Regions from separate parts of the Gossypium hirsutum genome. Here region 2 is linked to region 1. The links are chromatin contacts, called in public Hi-C maps. All regions are on one chromosome and are shown on one strand. The core of a region is the stretch at or near the end of the contact, and the rest is flanking DNA. Distances in the headings are between cores, read along the strand shown.

Region 1 (4,980 bases), core at 1,050-3,549:
GAAATAATCAAGCACCTATTCGGATAACCACTAAGGTTTGGAGTAGTTCTACCTAGGGTTGGCTCTTAGGGCTCATTATATGCTGCTCGGTTCTAGAGTAAGGGTACCTGAACCAGCAGATTCCTCAATCTTCACCCATTATAGGCTCATATGGATTGAGTTCGGTTCAGGGGAATACATTTCCCTATGGCTACACGGAGATGAAAATCTCACGAAGACATAGGTACAGATGTATCCCGAAAGCGATCCACTATCCTACACGGAGGTGAAAACCTCATGAAGGAATAGTTTCTCACTCCCACTTAAAAAGGGAAGATCAAACGATCATGTAATGCGATATGAAAAACTATTTAAAGACTCAAACCAATGAAACATGTAATGTATCATAGACCACAAAAATAATAGATGAAGTACAAAGAAAGGATCGTATTTCGAAACCAAATTTTTTATTTTCGACAACAAGACAAAAGTTAATCAACTTGTGGCTCGACTCTTTTAGTGTTCCCTAGCGGAGTCGCCAAGCTGTCGAAACCTTTCTTTTGAAAACGAGGATCGACTTTGGTTTTGAAAACGATAAACGAAAATTGGGAGTCACCGCCAATCTTTTTGTTTAGGTGTGATCAGATCACCTAGAAATTTGGTTATTTTAATAAAACATTTTGTTTTATTAAAACAACGATTTTGGTCTACGAAATTTGAGAAAATGGGTTCGGGAGTCAGTTACGTACGAGGAAGGATTAGCACCCTCGTAACGCCCAAAATTGGTACCTAATTTATTAATTAATGTCTTAATGTCGAAATCTAAAAAAACTCGAAAAGAATTTAGAATACGATCCCTTTTTTTACGTTGATCTATACAAAGAATTTGCTTGAGTAAATCGAATTGGATTCTAAAGACCTTCTAATCCCAAAGTAATAAAATGCCACATCCAGTACTTTAGGACGCAACATTTCAGACCCTCGAGAATAAGTTGGCCTTTTGATTTTCAAAACTCATACGTTTTAATTCTTAAAGGTTATTCGGTCATTCGGATCAAACGAGAAAAATCAAAACCCAGTACGTTAGGGCACGATCTCTCGAATTTTCAAATGCAGAACATTGCCTTACTTTAAATTTTTCTTTATTTCTTAAAAATTTTATCAAACGTAAGTTCAAAATGCCATGGGTTATTTTGAAGCATAATACAAAGACAATCAATTATATGTAAACATAGTTCATGGGGAATAATAATGCAATAAAATAAAACAACTATACGAGCCAAGAATATATGATAAATAAATGATATGATAATACTAATATACTATAATAGTCATGGTAATATTAACAGACAAATTGCAATAACAATAATACATATGAATATGAATAAGTAAAGATGAAATAAATAATAATAATAATAATAAAGTAATAATGAATAAATAAATATAAGGGAAAAGATTTAAAAAATATTGAAAGTAAAGAACCAAATTAAAGGATAAATGAAATTTAAAATATAATTTGTAATAAAACATAGGTAGATAAATAAATATAAATAGTAATAACAATAATAATAATAACGATAGGTAATATAAATAATTCAGTTTCCTTTAAAAATATATATACATATATAAAAAGATAATAAATGGATAAAGGAATAAATAACAATGAAGTAAAAATGATAGATGCTGAAATGACAATAATAACAAAATTATAAATAAAATAATTAAATGAAAACAAACAAAAATTTAAAGAGGAACGAAAGGACAATGACAAATGAACACAAGGATTATAATAAAATATGAATGTATAATATACATACATATATATATATGAACAAGTAAACGAAGGAGCGAACAAATAAAATAAAAGAATAATGAACAAATGAACAAGTAAATAAATAAATTAATTAATTAATTAGAACAAAAGGACTAAGTCGGAACTTAAACAAAACTAAAAGATAAACTGAAATTTAAATTCTCAAATAATAGCGAGTGGACGAATAAATAAAAGAATCCAAACGAGAGGTTAATTTGATGCTAAAATAAAGTTAAAGAGACAAATTAAATGAAACAAATAACATAAGGGTTATAATTTGACGTATGAAAACAAGAAAGGACCAACAGGGAAATTATCCCTTGTCTTCAAAATGCCCTCGTTTCAAGCATTTAACCCTTTTAAACGGTCTAAGGACCAGAATAAAACAAAGTTAAAAGTTTGTGATGAAATTAAAAAAAATAAAAATAGGATACAACTAAATTGCGCGCATCACAAAAGCGGAGGGACTAAAGTAGATATTTTCCCTCTTAAAGGAAACGCGTGGACCCCCCTAGAGTGGGTCGGGTCGCGCACGGGCCCTCCAAACGATGCCGTTTCAGCGTTAGAAACCCAGGTGCAAAACGATACCCTTTTTGCATTATCATTTAAGCCATTTTTTTATTTGCTTCCTCTTTTCTAAAAAATTTCAGAGAATACCCCCCCATTTGCATTTTTTTTCTAGGGTTTATAGCCCTCTTTGAGCCGCCGTTAGACCATCGTGAACCCGCCGTGGATTCCACCGTAGACGGTGGTCCAAAGCCTCATGGAATCGGGTTTGTGACCCTCTTGAAGGGCGATTCGATGGTGAGGCTCCCTAGACCGAAGAAAACAAAAGAGAAAGAACCCCCTGCCTCCTCCTTGGGTCGATTCCGACGACGGGAAAGAAGACTCCAGCGACGCAAACCCGGGGTTTTGGGTAAGTTTTTCCTTTTCCTTTTTATTTATTTTTTTGTTAAAAATAAATTTAAAAGGTAGAAAAATAAATAAAAAATAAAATCGAAAGAAAAAAGAACAAGAAATTGAGATTTAAAATCAACCTTTTTTGTTTTTTGCTTTTTGATTGCTTAATCGTCTGTAAAAAAAAATACAATCTGTTCTTTCTTGGCTTTATAGCCGAAATACAATCTATTTTTTATTTTCGTTTAGGCCTCTATTTCTACTGTTTACCTTTGCGTGTTGCCTTGTCTCTGTTCCTCTTTTGGGTATGTTTGCAGGTCGGGGAAGGTCAACAAAGGGGGGCTTTCGTTTTGGTGCAACGGGACAAAGGGGAGTCGAGCCTCAGGCGTTGGACGTGCCGACGAGGCACATGGGACGTGCGGCGTTAAGGGAGACTAGGATTTCCTGCTAGCTGAGATTGGTTTAGGCATTGGGCCTATCGGGCCGGTAGGAAGTGGGTTAGGAATTTAGGTTATTTGGGTTTTTCGGGCTTGGTTTTATATTTGGGTCCTTTTAATGTGTAAATGGACTGCTGAATCTTTTTACTTATCTTGTTTTTATTGGTTTGGGCTCGGGCCGGGCAAAATGGACCTATTACAATGCCCAAGAAAAGACATCTCTTAAATTGGACTTGATAGATGACATTTTAATCTTTCAATCGGTTTTCTCTTTTTAGATTAGACTAAAGACATGTTTAGATTTATTAACATAAGATGTCTTTTCGTACTACGATCCAACCATGTAATATCGCTTAGTATTAGTTAAACATTAGACAATTAATGAGCAACATTTTCTTCCATTTTATTTTACATACAAAAACCATGTGAGGATAATTATACAAAGTATATTAATGTAATCAAGTAAATTTGTTTTATTAACCAATTTATTTCAAAAAATTACAACTACATATTGACGAAAATACTACAGTTAAAACACCAAATCCAACACTTTGTGATTGTGTTCATTTTTGAAATTGTTAAATACATGTGCATTGTTTATACTTTGTGCTTATAAAAGTACTTTACTTTTATAAATAAACAAATATTAATGTAAATATATTTTTATTTTTATTTTTTTATGTTTTTTAATAAAATAATACTATATATAATACGATTTGGATTTAGAATACAAGTAAAGCACCACTTGATTTTATGATAACATGTAAACTGATTGTTTGTCCTTGAGCAATTGTCATCATTTTCGCTACTTCAAAATACTTATTTCAGAAATTGTAACATAACAGTTGAGAAAATTATTAGTTTTTTTTTTCTAATCCATTATCATAATTAGGATATCTATGGTTAGGGTTGATTGATTGGTTGGTTGCATTTGTCTTATATGCTAAAAGATGGTTGACATTATTTTTATAGTAAAGTCCAAAACTTTGGTTTTTAAACCTATAACGACTCTATGATTTAAAGTTTTAATTACAGTAAAAAATAGCTTTAATTAAATGAGATTAGAGGAAAAAGGCATACAGAAAAAGATTTAAAAAGTTTAAATGTCTTTAAATTATTTTATTTCTTAAATAACTTTTTCATTTTTTATTGCAATTAAATGTATGTTTGATAAATCATTAAATATGTTTTAACTATTTTCAATTTAATCCTATTCGATTGATTGATCTGTTTCTATTTTTTTTGTGATAAAAAAAATTTTAAGACTTTGTTTGATTTTAAGAAACAAAAATCATTTTCGATTTTGTAATTAAATTGTTTTTAATTATTTTGACCAAAAATATTTTGTAAAATTGAAAAAATTAAATTATTTTTAATTTTATATAAATGGACTAGGATTAAAACACATCTAAATTCAATTTTTTTTATTTCAATAATTTTCAAATATCAAATTTGTTATCGTAGTTCGAACTCATTAAAATATATAATTTTTTTTATTTTGATTATGATCTTTTTATTGTATGAAAATACGTATTAAACATGTTTTCATTATTGAAATTATTTTTTTTTGCTTTTATTTAACAAACATGCTTTTCAATTTTCAAAAAAATAAAAATAAACGTTAATTTTTAAAAATGAAAATATAAAATATTTTTAAAAATAAAATGGAACCTAACACTCTATTTGGTTTTAGGAAACATATGTCATTTTTTATTTTTTATTTTATTTTTCAAAATGGAAAATATTGTAGAAAACATTATTAATGAAAAAATATATAAATCATAAAATAAAAATAAAAATTTTGTTTTCACTATTTTATCAAAAACGCAATATACGACAAAAATTTTTTAAAAC
Region 2 (4,689 bases), core at 1,856-4,355, 310 kb before region 1:
TTGGTACTGGGTCGGGTCGCTTGCGGGTCAGATGAAACGGCGCCGTTTTGGCGTTCAGGCTTGGGCATTAAAACGGTGTCATTTTAGTGAACTATAAAAGCCTAAAAAAATCCAAAAATTCATTTCCACCAGCCTTTTAAAAAAAAACAGGAGAGAAAGCTCTCCTCTTCTCTTTGGGAAATTCCAGATCTTAGCCAAGAGGGCCACCGCACCTCACCTCCGTCGCCGGCGCCGGCCACCGCGTGGTTCAAAAGGTAATGTTTCTTTTTTTATTTTATTTTTATTTTATTTTTTTAATAGTACATATATATGTATATAAATATATATTAAAATGTAAAAGAAAGAAAAAAAACAAAAGAAAAGAAAACAGATTCGGTAAAAGAAAGAAAACAATAAATTTTAATCACCTTCTTTGATTTCAATCTTGATTCGAACGATCTATCCTACTGATCTATTGTTTTTCTTCTTTTAAAGCTAATGTATGTATTATATTTTGCTTGAACTGCCGACCGAAAAAAAGAAATTAGATTTGGCCTCTTTTATAGCCTTTTTTGTCATACTGTCTATTTCTTTTTGTTGCTGTTGCGTGTTCTTGCAGGAGCAGTTGGAGCAAGTGGTGGTTGAATGGCGGTGCTGAGGTGACCGATGGTGCAGGCGGTCAATGGTGCAGAGGGCAGTTGGGGATTAGGTCGGCGGCTATAGCTTTAGGGGACTAGGGTTTCTTATTTTTGTTTTTTTGTTTTTGATGTTGGGCTATTTTAGTTGAGCCAAGGGTTTTGAGTGGGTTAATTGGGTTTGGTAATATTGGGTCTTGGGTTTAGGTTAGTGGGTTAGGTTAGTGGGTGAAGGGGTGTTTTAGGTTGTTGGACTGTGGGTATTTTGTAATGTAAATGAGTGTTGATCTGGTTGTTTGGGTTTATTGGGGTGGTAGGCTAGTATTGGTTGTAACAGGCCCAAAATTGGCCTACAACAATAACTATAAATGAAATATCAACAACTACCACTTTTTCAAAAGTGGAGTACTCATTTAAGGCAGGATATTAAAGAGAATTTGAATAAAAATATTAGATTTAAAATTAAATTTTGATAAAATAATTAGGTTCATTTAAAATATGGTTCATATTTAGATTCTAATATTTAAAGTCAGGGGTGAAATCAAAAATTATTTTAGTTGGGGTCAAAATTAAATTATAAATTTTTGAGAGGTCAAAATATAATTTTGTTATTTATCAAATTATGATTTCATCATTCTTAAAGGGACTAAATAGAATTTGTTTCTAATTTTTGGGCCAAAGTATAGTTTTACCACATATTAACTTATAATTCCATCCTTTATCACAAAAGCCAAACAGTAAAATTTTCATTTTTAGGGGTTAAGGCTCTTGCATGCCCCCTCAGATTTGCATCCGTTCAAAGTTCAAGTTCGACATGGTTCAACCCAATTTTTAGGTTTAGAATATTTTATTTTTCTTTTCTTTTATGTATCATATAATTTATTTCATATAGAAAGTAAATATACTATATTATAATGTAAGTACTAAAAAATATGTTTCATTGTTTATAACTAAAAATATATATAATGATTAAATATACTATATTATAATGTAAGTACTAAAAAATATGTTTCATTGTTTATAACTAAAAATATATATAATGATGGTAGAAAAATATCTATATATAAAATTACTAAATACTAAAAAATAATTTTTTTTAAAATTTCAACATATAATATTGGTAGACCCAAACATATTCAAATTGGCCATTTTATAAATACAAATGGACTTCACCAAAATTTAAAACCTATATCAAGGTCGGGCTGAACTTGAATAACCATTTATATTATTAAATATCATACAAGAATATGACCAAAACATGACTCAAGCAAACTCATAGTCACTATCATTAAAAAAATAAACTTAATGTTGATTGAGCCTTAATTTAATTGATGCTGTTACTTGAAGAGAACATAAATTCAATCATATTTAAATGCACCTTTCCTTCAATTTAAAAGTGGAAAAGAAAATATGCTTAAAGATAAGCATGATATAAAAAAAATCTAAAATAAAACGAACACTCAAGAAGAAGTACAAGGATAAAAAAAAGATTGATCCAAAAGATTATTGTAATAGGCCAATTTTGGCCTGGCCTAATTTACAAAATAAAGTCAAAAAATAAACATAATAAATAAGCCCAATGTACCAGTCCATTTACAACAAACTTAAACCAAAGTTGCCAACCCAATTACAGCCTAAATATTAAAACTCTAGAGGTCCAATCAGCCCACAGCCTTAACTAATTTTTAGCCAAAAAAAGTAAAAAGGGAAAACCCTAGCCGCATGACCACGTCTTCAGCCTTCTCCGTGCGCCTCTGCCACCGCCACTCGGCTCGTCTGTCACCTGCCATCGCACGCTTCTTTGACACCACCTGCAAATCAAGATCCACATGCAAGCAACAGAGAAAACAACGAGAAAACGACAAAAATATAGAAATAAAAAGTCTTGTAATTTGGCTATAAAAGCCACATCAACATGCTTGTACCTTCTTTCGAGATTTTAGAATAGAAAAACAAAAGATCTAAACTTTTAAGGTGATTTTCGGATTATTTATCATTTTAATCTTAAGTTTATTTTATTTTTATTTTCTCATATAAATACGAAAATAAAAGTAGAAGAGAAGGAGATACTTACCAGAGCAGCCTCAGGGTTGCGTCGTCGAAGCTTATTCTCCGTCACCGGAATCGAATCCAAGAGCGAGGTAAAAGGGCTTCTCTCTCGTTTTTTTTGGCCTGAAAAGGGTGTGGCCCTCGATTCTTTTGGAAGTAGGGCTGAAAACCGATCCTTTGTCGCTCCGACCATCGCCCACGGTAGAGGAGCGGCGAGTTGATGACGACGGCTCAAGAGGGGTTCTTTCGAAACCCTCGCAGAGAAGATGGGGGGCTATTTCTGTTTTTTTTAAAAAGGAATGAGAGAAATGAAAATTTTAAATTTTTTTTTTGGCTTTAATAGCCATGCGAAACGACGTAGTTTCAGACCCTCCCCACAGGCCTCAAAACGGTGTCGTTTCAGGGAGGGAACCTGAATTCGACCCGTACCCAAGGGGGGATCCGCATGTTTCCCATTATTGGGATATTTATGCGTGGGGTCCCTCCGTCTTTGTGCGCCTCACTATTTGGCCCCTTCATTCACTTTATTTATTTTTTTATAAATCTGGCTGGATAATTTTCTTCTGATTACATTTGAGTCCCTGCTGAAACGAGGCTCATAAGGATTGGGAATATTTCCTAGCCAGTCCCTCGTCGTTTCAGTGTGATTCATTTCGGTCCTGGATGGCCTTCTTTTCATTTTTTACAATTTTTACCTTAAATTTTAATTCTATTTCAGCCTAATCCTTAGTCTGTTTAATTGATTTATTTATTTATTTTTTTCATTTAAAAAAACTATTATTATTATTCATTTTAAGTTTATATATTATTTATTTCAAATCATTTTTTCTTTTACATATTATATATATTTAAACTATTACTCATTTTGAATTCTACATATATTATTTATTTCAAGCTATTACACCTTATTTATTCTGAAATTATTTATATATCTTCTTACTTTAAACTTTTATACATTATTCATTTTGGATTATTCATATACATATATCTTCCTATTTAAATGATTTTATACATTATTTATTCCAAGTTTCTTTTACATATTATTTATTCTAAATATTTTATATGTTATTTATTTTAAACCATTTTATATATGCATATTATCTATTTTAAAGTTCTTCATATATATATATCATTCTTTCTTTTAAAAAAAAATCGTTTTGTATATTGTTGATTTTAACTTTCTTTTTTTTACAATATTTGTTTTAAATTCATTCATTGTCATTTTAAAATTTATGTTGCAATTATTTTATTTTAGTTTCCTTTCAACTATTTATTTTTAAATTGTATTATTTAATTCACTTGTCTTTAATTATTAATACTAGCATTGAAATGATATATGTTGTGAGGCTATTGCTAATGTGTGTTCTTTAATTCGTTTATTCATGTTCATATCATTGTCATTCGCTTGTGCAATATTAAATTCATGTATTAATGTCCACACTCATTACTATATTTTTATTTTCGTGTCATCGCATCGTGAATTAAACCCCAACATATTTATCCAACTTAGATTGCTTTATTTTATTTCAAACAAAATAAATGTATGCCTTCAAATGTTGTATTCGCTATTATTAAAAAATAAAATATTTTAAATAAGGTAATATTTCGCGTTTTAGGAAATTCGAGGAATCTTGCCCTAACTTACGGGGTTTCAGTTTTCTCATTAAACCTAATTAGCCAAATATCCTTTTAAGTTTCGAAACACATGAAATTTCAATTAAAATTAAAGATAAACTTGCGCTTGGGAGTTCAAGGTATCGCGTCCTAACTTACGGGATGTGATACTCCGATATCTTGAGACGAGAAAATCTTTAGCAATCTTTTGGTTGAATTCAAGCATTTTTAAAATCAACATTAATAAAAAAGATCGTATTTTAAATCCATTCCCGATTTTCAACTTTCTACTTTAAGACACTAACTAATCAATTCGGTACCAATTTTGGGCGTGACGAGGGTGCTAATCCTTCCTCGCACATAATTGACTCCCGAACCCGTTTTCTTGAGTTTTGTAGACCAAACACACCGT

Evidence for each region. A called contact is a pair of places that touch in the nucleus more often than the background predicts.
Region 2: a contact with region 1 is called in a Hi-C map of leaf, with 1.8 times the contacts expected there. The contact joins two enhancer-like sites. A contact is called at or near these places in 4 of 34 Hi-C or Micro-C datasets (anther, callus and leaf).

Annotation. Positions count from the first base shown.
Region 1 is chrA07:11,474,705-11,479,684 of Gossypium_hirsutum_v2.1, reverse strand. No RefSeq gene overlaps it. Among protein-coding and RNA genes, the nearest start is that of LOC121232113, 30 kb to the right of the region's middle. Within about 2 kb of position 2,299, at least 9 of the 9 cell types and tissues checked have an H3K27ac peak or open chromatin away from gene starts, as enhancers often do. A contact at or near this core is called in leaf, where this site is marked.
Region 2 is chrA07:11,788,362-11,793,050 of Gossypium_hirsutum_v2.1, reverse strand. It overlaps LOC107936799 (a long non-coding RNA gene), which reads left to right. Exons shown (of 2, transcript XR_001694496.2): 1 at 1-254; 2 at 599-1,014. Among protein-coding and RNA genes, the nearest start is that of LOC107936799, 2.4 kb to the left of the region's middle. Within about 2 kb of position 3,105, at least 1 of the 9 cell types and tissues checked has an H3K27ac peak or open chromatin away from gene starts, as enhancers often do. A contact at or near this core is called in leaf, where this site is marked.